Regions from separate parts of the Mus musculus genome. Here regions 1 and 2 are each linked to region 3. A link is a contact called in public Hi-C data. All regions are on one chromosome and are shown on one strand. Each heading gives the region's core, a stretch centred on a gene start, on an enhancer-like site or on the middle of the called end of the contact. The rest is flanking DNA. Distances are from core to core; before and after follow the strand shown. Region 1 has its middle 76 kb from the start of Gm30365. Region 2 has its middle 94 kb from the start of Gm30365. Region 3 overlaps Tsc22d1 (TSC22 domain family, member 1).

The links. Hi-C and Micro-C count contacts between places; a contact is called where the count stands out from the background.
Region 1: a Hi-C map of bone marrow-derived macrophages shows a contact between it and region 3, with 18 read pairs. The contact joins two enhancer-like sites. A contact is called at or near these places in 1 of 39 promoter capture datasets (embryonic stem cells), 2 of 15 datasets of contacts at CTCF or cohesin (the NIH/3T3 cell line and large pre-B cells), 2 of 484 Hi-C or Micro-C datasets (bone marrow-derived macrophages and nephron progenitors), 6 of 115 datasets of contacts at active chromatin or transcription factors (embryonic stem cells, fibro-adipogenic progenitors, kidney and 1 more) and 2 of 9 other capture datasets (adipose tissue and embryonic stem cells).
Region 2: a contact with region 3 is called in a Hi-C map of bone marrow-derived macrophages, with 14 read pairs. The contact joins two enhancer-like sites. A contact is called at or near these places in 5 of 484 Hi-C or Micro-C datasets (Sertoli cells, bone marrow-derived macrophages, epidermal suprabasal cells and 2 more), 4 of 115 datasets of contacts at active chromatin or transcription factors (bone marrow-derived macrophages, embryonic stem cells and kidney) and 3 of 9 other capture datasets (embryonic stem cells, liver and pancreatic islet).

What each region holds. Positions count from the first base shown.
Region 1 is chr14:76,912,234-76,915,346 of GRCm38.p6, forward strand. No RefSeq gene overlaps it. Among named protein-coding and RNA genes, the nearest start is that of Gm30365, 76 kb to the left of the region's middle. Within about 2 kb of position 1,823, at least 29 of the 459 cell types and tissues checked have an H3K27ac peak or open chromatin away from gene starts, as enhancers often do. A contact at or near this core is called in bone marrow-derived macrophages, where this site is marked.
Region 2 is chr14:76,929,834-76,933,014 of GRCm38.p6, forward strand. No RefSeq gene overlaps it. Among named protein-coding and RNA genes, the nearest start is that of Gm30365, 94 kb to the left of the region's middle. Within about 2 kb of position 1,833, at least 12 of the 459 cell types and tissues checked have an H3K27ac peak or open chromatin away from gene starts, as enhancers often do. A contact at or near this core is called in bone marrow-derived macrophages, where this site is marked.
Region 3 is chr14:76,478,539-76,481,417 of GRCm38.p6, forward strand. The region is part of intron 1 of Tsc22d1 (TSC22 domain family, member 1); the gene reads left to right. Among named protein-coding and RNA genes, the nearest start is that of 4930444M15Rik, 41 kb to the right of the region's middle. Within about 2 kb of position 1,408, at least 105 of the 459 cell types and tissues checked have an H3K27ac peak or open chromatin away from gene starts, as enhancers often do. A contact at or near this core is called in bone marrow-derived macrophages, where this site is marked.

The sequences.
Region 1 (3,113 bases), core at 573-3,072, 430 kb after region 3:
TCCGTCTCTCTCCCTCTTCTCCTTCTCCCTTCTATCCCCTCTATTTCTCTCTCTCTCTCTCTCTCTCTCTCTCTCTCTCTCTCTCTCTCTCTCACACACACACACACACACACACACACACGATTAAATCTTTTCGTGAGTATCTGTGGCTCTAATACAGAGGCCTCTCCCTGCGACTGGTTCTATTCCCCCACATTTTGCCACCATGAGGCATCCTGTTACATATGACAGGGCATAGCACAACACAATGAATTAATGACCCATCATCAAAAGAATTCCACACACACTCGAATGCTTCAGTGCTGCTCTCCCAAACGATTTACAATTATTGCCTTTCATTTTCTGTTGTTTCTTGGGGGTTCTTCCTTCAACTCCTGTGACTGGCATGTTTTCTTTTTCTTGGAGTATGTTCTAGAGATGAATTTAATCTCACTTTCGACTGACCTCAGGGTGACCTCTTCCCCTCTCCTCTCTGACTTCTTGCTCTCTGGCTTGTCTCAGGTTCCAGCTGTTCCCTCGTCCAGCAAGTGTCCTTCCGGCAGACCTTTCTAAATAGAGCTTGTTGTGGGTCTGTGGCTGTCTTAGCTTCCACACAGCCTCCTCCCTTTGCCCTTTCCTCCCCCACTGGGACTGTGGTGTTTTCTCTGGGTCAGGCCCAACCTGTGGCCTCCCCACAGCAAGGGCCTATCTTCCTCCTGCTGTCTTCTTCCTGTGCCTTTGCTTTAACTCAGTTTCCCACTTCCCCTCTTCTCTTATCTCCATCTGGCACCCATCACCCTTGACTTTTACAACTTACGGACTTGGATTTTTGCAAAAGAAATAATATCCCCTTAAAACAGAGTGTAGCAAACATTGTGTCTCTTCTTTTGGAGCAATGTGTCATTGTGTGAATTTGGATTCACTGCAGGTCACATCCTGCTCTTTAAGTTGCATCTCTGTGTAGCCTGTGAGGGTTTCACCCGAACATTGTCTTCTGACAGCAGCATAGTAAACACATGGCGCCTTTACTTCCAGGTCTAGACTTTTAAAGGTGATGTGACAACATGGGGTTTGTTCTCTGCTGTAGGCAAGACAATTCATGCTATTTTTATGCTTCCTCTAGAATCTTTTCCCAATTGTTGCTGTCTCTTCACTCTGTAACTGCCTTCAGAGGGTCTCCAGGCAGCATCAGGCTGGCCATCTTCCTTGGGCCCTACTTTCCTACTTTTTTTTTGCCTTCTCAGGACTGACCAGCATTGCTCATCTCCACTAATGGCTGTTTCAGGTAGAGCAGGAAGGTTCATAAAACAAATATGTTTGGCCTCATCGAGGGCATACAATACTGAAACCTGGAGGCAGACATCAAACAGTATATATAATACAGTATGCAAAGCACTAACAAGCAAGTTGCTAACTAACTGGATGCAAATTAAGAAATTGTCTAGTGTTGATATGGGCGCTATCACTAAAGGTCCAGGATAAAAATGGAAAAGAGTAGGAAGAGGTGTGAAGTCGTAGGCTGCCTTGGTGTTGGAAGGGAGCTCAGGTAGACTTCACTGAGAACGGAACAACTAAGTGGAAGCTTGGAGGAGGTCAGAGGAGCCCTAGCACACGACTGTACTAGGGTGTACTAGGTAAAGGGACAGCTGGCTCTGAGACCCAAAGGGCAGCCTGTCTCTTCGCAGCCTAGGAGCCCGGCACCTCAGAGACAGTTGGGTGGAGGGTTGGAGGGATCAGGAAGCTAGGTCCCTAGGTTTACTACACTGTCCTGTGACTTCTGTCATTATGCTCTGAGCTGAATGGCCTCACTTCCTTTGTTTCCTCTCCAGCAGGCTTAGCCCTGCCCAGTCTCTTCTGAGTTGTCTTCAGGTCCTGCTTCCTCATCCTGCCCTGCCTCCTCACCACCACACACCCATCCCCTTGGGTTCTGCTGTACAGCCAAGTCCCCAAAGTTTTCCCAAGCCTCCACTTTCTCATCACTACTTGTTAGCTGGTGTCTTACTAACCTCATACCCGGTAGGTAATGCAACAGCTCTCCCAGTACCATCCTTAACCCCTGGAGAGTTTTCTGCTTCCTAGTGGAGGCTCATGTCTTGGCGACTGTTAGATCACGGGCCTGACACTTTAAAATGCATCCCCCATGGTCCTGAATAAGATGCTCTTTCACTTAAATAATACTGAAGAAGAATTGTCACCAGCTTCCTTCTCCAGGAACCAACCAAACCAGTCTCATTATGTATTATAATAGCTGCTGGTATTTAAAATCGGCTCTTACCATCACCCTTCCTATCTCTCTAGCATCTGTGTTGTACCTCTATCACTAAACAGGACTGTAAGTTTAACTACAGTTTGCAAAGCCACACGTAGAGAGCTTTATTCCATCTTCATACTAGTGTAACTAAACTATATTTTCAAAAGCGAATCTGCAAAACACATGACTTATTTTTGCCTGATACTAAAACCCCTTAGAAACTTGTGGCAAAGAGAAACCCCCAAGTATAGAATACTAGATAATGTAAATAAGGTTTTGTTAAAACAGGTTCCAGCAGGCTAGAATCTGGGTGATAAGCCCTTCTTTTGGTGCCAGGAAGTTCTTGTGCCCCTTGCCAGGTCTTCCCTGGCATTTGCTCATCACTTTGATGAGTTTGCAGCTCTTGCCTGGGGTCATAACTCAGCCCTCTTATCACAGATTCACCCAGAAAAGAATTTGAGTAATGAGTGAACCCCCTAAAAGCGATTTATTCGGCACTACCCGCCTACACCCCTACTTGTGCAAATGTTATGTATCTTCTAGATCCATACAATCCTTGTAAATTTCTGCTACTTCAGATTCTCTCTCCCTCTCTGTGTGTCTCTCTCACACACACATACACATGTGTGTGTACATGCATGCACACTATCATTTACTGTGGGTTTTTTTTTAGCAGTAACAAGACATAGGTTATCTCCTCTGTCTCCCCCACCCCCACCCCTATCTCTCCACCTAAAAGCTGTCTTTTAACCTGTAATATACTTATTCAGAAACAAGCATGGCCGTTTCTTCTGACGAGAGAGCTCCATTTCTCCCTCCCACAGGCACCATCCACCTTAGAGAACGTAAAGATTTTTCCATTCCTCTTTCTACGCATGTCCAC
Region 2 (3,181 bases), core at 583-3,082, 450 kb after region 3:
GTCATACCCAGGTAGGTAGGCCTGAGAGGTAGCAGGAAGAGTGTTGATTATAAGCCTGGGACCAAGCCAGTGAGCAGCGTTCCAGCAAGTCCTCTCCTTCAGTTCATGTCCTGACTTCCTGGAGCGATGGCTTGTATATAACCTACAAGCCAAATAAACTCTTCCCTCTCTGAGTTGCTTAGCAACAGAAACCAAATTAGGATATCACCTAGGCCTCCTTACCAGTCTTGTTCAGTGGCAAGTACTGTTGTCAGAACCTGGATTTTTGTTTTTGTTTTGTCTTGTTTTTACTGAGGTTGGGGGTTTCATAGGTAGGTTGGCCCTGTTCACTACTTGCTTATGTTGAAGCAAAATGGTAAAAAGAAAAATCACTGTAGAGAAATCTTCTTGCCTCAAGGTAGCTCAGTGAGCAGCTAGAGTCACTGCCTAAGGTCCTAGGCAGTGTTGAGGGACCAGCTCCAACCAGGACCTACCTCCTAACTAGCCCATTCCCCTATAGCCCATCAACAAATCAAACCATTGAAGAAGTTGTAACCTTTGTGTTTCAATCACAACTCAGAAAGCTGTCATCTGGTAGCCAGGCCTTTAACACATGAGTCCTTTTAGAATCAAATGGTAGCACAGCCCAATGACCATCACCTCAGAGAAGAAAGGGGCAGAGATGGATACGAACCAAGAGAAACAAAGAGCAATAGGAGGAATCCTTGCGTTAAGCCTTTTCCTACTACGGTGAGGTCTGCCATGCTCTACTTGGCTAAGGGAGTATCCATTTTAGGAGGGAAATGGCTACATGCTGGAGGATAAGCAGACTAGAGAGGAATTCTGGTGTTGTCATTTATATTACTTGTCCCCCTGAAATTTCTTGTCAGAGGGCAGGGTTGCTTCACAGATGAGAAATGAAGAAGGGCTTACGCAGTGGAGGGGGATGAGATAATTAGATGAGAACACATACGTTTTATTCTCAAAATATGGAGCATGAATAATTAAGGGATGGAATGTGAATAAATACAGACATTACAGGCTCCTCTAAAAATTAGATTCCTACTGCTTGAAGTCATTTTAATAATCTTGTGGTTTATTCTATAATGTATTTTCCAATTGCTCTCAAGGGCCCCAAGGCACAAATACAATCCAATCGTTCAGCAAGGTTCTCTAAACAATAGAGAATAGTAATAAAATAGAAACTGGCTGAATCTAGCTATAAGCCACATTGAGGTAACTCTTTGCCCTTCTATGGCATTTGCCTTGAAGAGCCTGGCCTCTGGGTGAGGATTAATTAAATCCCACAACTGCAAGGAGGGGCGAAATTCCAGATGAGTACAATTAAACCCTGTTATAAGCACCTCTTCATTCACAGTTGGAATATACCTGGGTCAGGTTATGCCTTCGTGTGCATGAGAATGTAGGACATGCCTTTCCCTCTCTAGTCCTGAATGCTTCTAACACAAGGCTCTCCACTGCCCATGCAGACTGACTGTTTGACTCTCTCCCATGATGCCCGTTGGTTCTCCAGTAGCAGGTGAGGTCTATGGAATCCTACATGTAAAGTATTACAGAATTTGACAAAATGATACTGTAGCTAAGTTCCCAAACCAAACTGGGTTTCATTCCTCCCATCCATCTTCAATCAAAGAATTGAACAAAATGTTCCCTGTGCTGTGGGAACAACAAAGCTTGAAGAGAGTGGCCTTTCTGCCTTCAGTATGGGATTTTACTTCATTGAAGACTTTGTTTATAGATGAAATTCCTCTTTGAGTGTGTTTTGAGGTCTGCTTGACATATGTTCTTAAGGAGCTGGACTGAGAGCTCAAAGCAGGAAGTGGTCAAATATCTGTCACATGCTATTATCAGGGCTTTGAGTCACAATGATTCTCCTTTGCTTTGAACAGGCACTTTCAATGGAATACAGCTTGGAAAGGGAGCCCTGTGGCCTTCCGTTCCTCCAGCAATCATGTCTCCTGTCTTCTCAGCCAACTTAAATATGACCCCCCCCCCATACCCCAGAGCACCGATCAGCTTTCCTGAATATCATAAACTATGTGCAGAACTTGTGGTTTTCAACTTTATGGTGACATCTAAAACTATACTCTCTATGCACCTGGAATGGGTAGAATGTATGGCTTAACAAAAAAACATAGTAATGTGTAAACAAAAAATCAAATTGAATGTATCAATTGTTCTAACATGGCTTCAAACAAGCTTAGACTAGGCCAACTGAATATGAAGAGATTTGGATTTTTTTTTCTCCACGTGAATTTATTGTGTGTGTGTCTATAGGCCTGGAGCATGAAGGTCAGAAGACTGTGTGTGTGTACGTATGTCCACATGCCCACAGGCTTGGAGTGTAGAGGTCAGAGGATAATGTACAAGTGGGGGCTCTCTCCTTCCACCAAGTAGGTCCTGGGGATCAGACTCAAGTCATCAGGCTTGGTGGCAAGGGCCTTTACTTGCTGAGCTATCTCCAACACACCCAGAGATTTAGAGAGGAGTGATCTGCAAAGGTTTTGGGGAAGCCAGAAACATCAGGGGATGTTTTCAATGGGAAAATCTGAAGGAGTGAAGATGCTAGCTACCAAGGAAAAAGCTCCTCAGAGTGGCATAAGCCCACCAAGAGGACCCGTGAGCATGCAACTGTTTGCTTGACTGAAGAAGGCATAGTAAGTCCTAAGTATGAGCTTTACTCAAAGGTTCTCCAGAAAGCTGAAGAGCAAGTTTATCCTTGCAAGATCTGATTCCATTGCCTCCAGAGTTGTATATTACAGACCCTTAGTCAGCCCCTTTGGTTTGATTGTTAACAATAGATAGAATTTCTACATCACCAAATCTCTAAAGACCAGTGTATTGATAGGTGCTATACTTCTCACAGGAGGAAAGAGCCAGAAAAGTGACATTGTAGAAGTTGTTACTGAGCAAGAAGCCACCTCAGATGTGGAAGATACCTACAGGTAGCTCTGTCAGCAAAAACAGCAGGTCAAAAAAAGTCCACATGTGACATTCAAAGGTTGGGATGACAAGGAGCTATGTGCTACTGTACGACTGCAATGCCTGCCTCTGAAGGTGCCAGCAGTTCTAAAACCAGGGCCAGCCCACATCCTCAGGTAGATGAAAACAGTTACCATTATATTCACATTACCCAGCAAGCTCTAAAGATCATGGTGTGAATGAGGTCAGTTGAGGTCTA
Region 3 (2,879 bases), core at 158-2,657:
AAAGAGAAAGAGAAAGAGAAAGAGAAAGAGAGAAAAGAAATTGAGTTGAATAGCACAGTTAGCTCTTAACTTTGATACCAGAGCTTAAACCATTTTGAATTATTAATACCATACTCGGAGGGTAACTGTGGCTCCTCATGTTTTCGTTCTTAAGACCCGGTGCTTAGATGTTTGCTGTGTGTGTGTGGGTAAGAGGGAAAGAGACACAGATATACCATTGTATGCCATTGGTGCTGAGGGGCTGAGGGGCTGAAGGGCCGGACAGGAAGGTGGGGGGAGACTCTGACTCAGCATGAGGAATGCTGACTCATCCTGAGGAATGCTGGCTCACAACGGGAGAGAGAAGCCTTTCTCTGGAGATTTGGAGATAGTCAGTTTTCCAGTTTCCTTCAGATGGAATTGTAGAGCAGAAAAAAAAAGTAATGATCTCCCTGCTTCTCGCCTACAAGTTTTGTTTTGTTGTTTGTGAAGAACAAAACAGAACAAAGGAAAACACTTCGCCAAAAGATGGAATCCTTATCTGAAAAAAAAGACGTTTGGAACAGATTCTCCATTTTTGTCTCTGTAGCTTTTGTCCATCCTGTCCAGGTTTAATAACTAAATCCTTGGAAGCAGGAAGTACATTAGCACTGTTCTAAGAGTTTGTCAGTCCCTTAGGCCGTAGGATTATTTCCTCCCCAAGGTGGACACGCAGACTGTTATAGGAACCCGGAAAGGACCAGACCCAGGGCCATCGGAAGCTCTGTGGATCGCACTGAGCCACATTCACAAGGAGTTTCTGTAACCTGGCAGCCCATGTTCTCACAAGAGCCACGGCTAACCCTCAGCGTCAAAGGAGGCTGTGTTTCCCCAAAGGCTACTGCTTTCTGAAAAATCCATGACTGCAGCAGGTACTCGGAAAAAGTCAATGGTTTTTTCTGTCTTTTATTCGCTATTTTAGACCAGGCTCTTTTGTGGCAGTTTGTTATCAAGAAGTAATGAGTAGATTCTTCTGAGAGTTTGGACTCATTGCAGTCTAATTATGAAATAGTAAAGATTGTATAGGAATTCTCCTTCATAGGGTAAAATTGGTCCAGTGGTGCTGTTGGTGGGCAGTGGAGTTGCCGTGTTGTGTTCATTAAGCATAGGTGGTGGCTATTGTAACTAAGAGGGGATGAGACCCCAAGTTTATTCCACTATCTACGGGAGCAATTCTGCTCATGTCTAAAGAGAAACTTTAGTTTTGATTCCAAATGATTTCACTAAATAAAACATTAATAACAACCAGTTGAATGAATGCTAGTGGACCTCTCCACTAATATTTAATGTTTTAGAATGGATATGTTATCTTGATTACTGTTTTTTAATATCTAGTATATTTTAGTACATTTAGCTCGGAGGTTGTAATTCTGCATGTGTTCCACAAGGTGGCAGGCTTGTATGTTTGTAGGTTCCCTTTGGTTCCGTGCAGAGCAAGCTCGTGGTTATGCAGAAATCAAAGTTTTTCTGTTAAATGTTAACTGTTTTATATAGCAGAGCTTTACAGTTTAACTTTTATGATGGAATGCTCTCTGAGCCTCATCCCAGGCTTTCCTGGTGTCTTAAACGGTACAATGTAGTGTGGTTGTTATCAGGAAACCCTCTAGATAGCAGTGACTGCGTAGACTAAGGACTAAGATGGAGCAGTGAGGGGTGGAAGGGAAGGGATAGAGGCCCTGGCAAGGGCATGCACCTGGGCAGTTAAACGCTGCCTGATTCCATCTTGCTTTTTTTTTTTTTTTCCTTTATTTGCGTTAGTTTTCCTATTAATAATGCCAAGTGCTGGTCTCTAGTCTAGTGTGATAGAACATGGCTGCTTTCTGCAAAATTAAATAGCACACAGTGGCAGGCCAGCCCTGCCTTCTCTCAGGGGTTTTGTCATATCGGTTGAGGGGAGGAAGGCACTGTGACGTCTTGAGTTTTATTTATCACAGGCCACTGTGGCAAGGTGACACACCGTGGTGCTGGGAGAGGCGTCCTGTAGATGTAAGGTCTCATCTAAAGTATGCTAAGGGGTCTTTCCTGCAGTCCTTGAGCCTCTCGTGTGTAGACAGTTTGTTTGGAGGAGATGACACGGAGTACGGGGGTGGCTCACACTGAGTTTGGCTGTTCAAAGCAGTTTGTGGTTCTGGTGACACAGCATTGGGTAAGTCGTCTGTCTCCTGGACCAGAACATTAGTGTTCATCAAAGCTTCGCTCTTCCCTGCTTCCGGGTCTGTGGTGGTTTTGTGAGTCTGTACGGTAGCCAAGTTGTCTACTGACGTTGTTCCTGCCATTAGTTATTTGCATGTTTTTCCAGTCTTAATGTAATTTATAGGTGCTGGAGAGATGGCTCAGCGGTTAAGAGCCCTGACTGCTCTTCCAGAGGTCCTGAGTTCAATTCCCAGCAACCACATTGTGGCTCACAACCATCTGTAATGGGATCTGATGCCCTCTTCTGCTGTGTCTGAAGACAGTGACAGTGTACTCATACATAAAATAAGTAATTCTTTAAAAAAATAAAGGTAATACATAGAATTCACTGGCCCAAGATTAAGATCCTATCTGTGGTTTCATGAGCGCTGAGAGAGCAGTGGCTAAGGTACTGATGATTCAAGGCAGCCCTCTGCTTTTCTGGGTCTCTGTAATGTCCCAACACTGGCTCTGCTGTGGATTTTACACATGGCTGCAGTAGTTATCAAGTCATGGGAGTGTTTCCCCCAGTGTTGCACTGGCTGCACTGTCTCTTACACGCACACTATAGAGAAGCCACCAGCCGTTATGCAGGAGCTACGTTTTGCCTGACCATGGACCATGGACACTTGAGCCTCTCTTCCCAGCTTTCCCTAGTAGCAGGACTCTTAACCTTGTGGTGGGCAGGT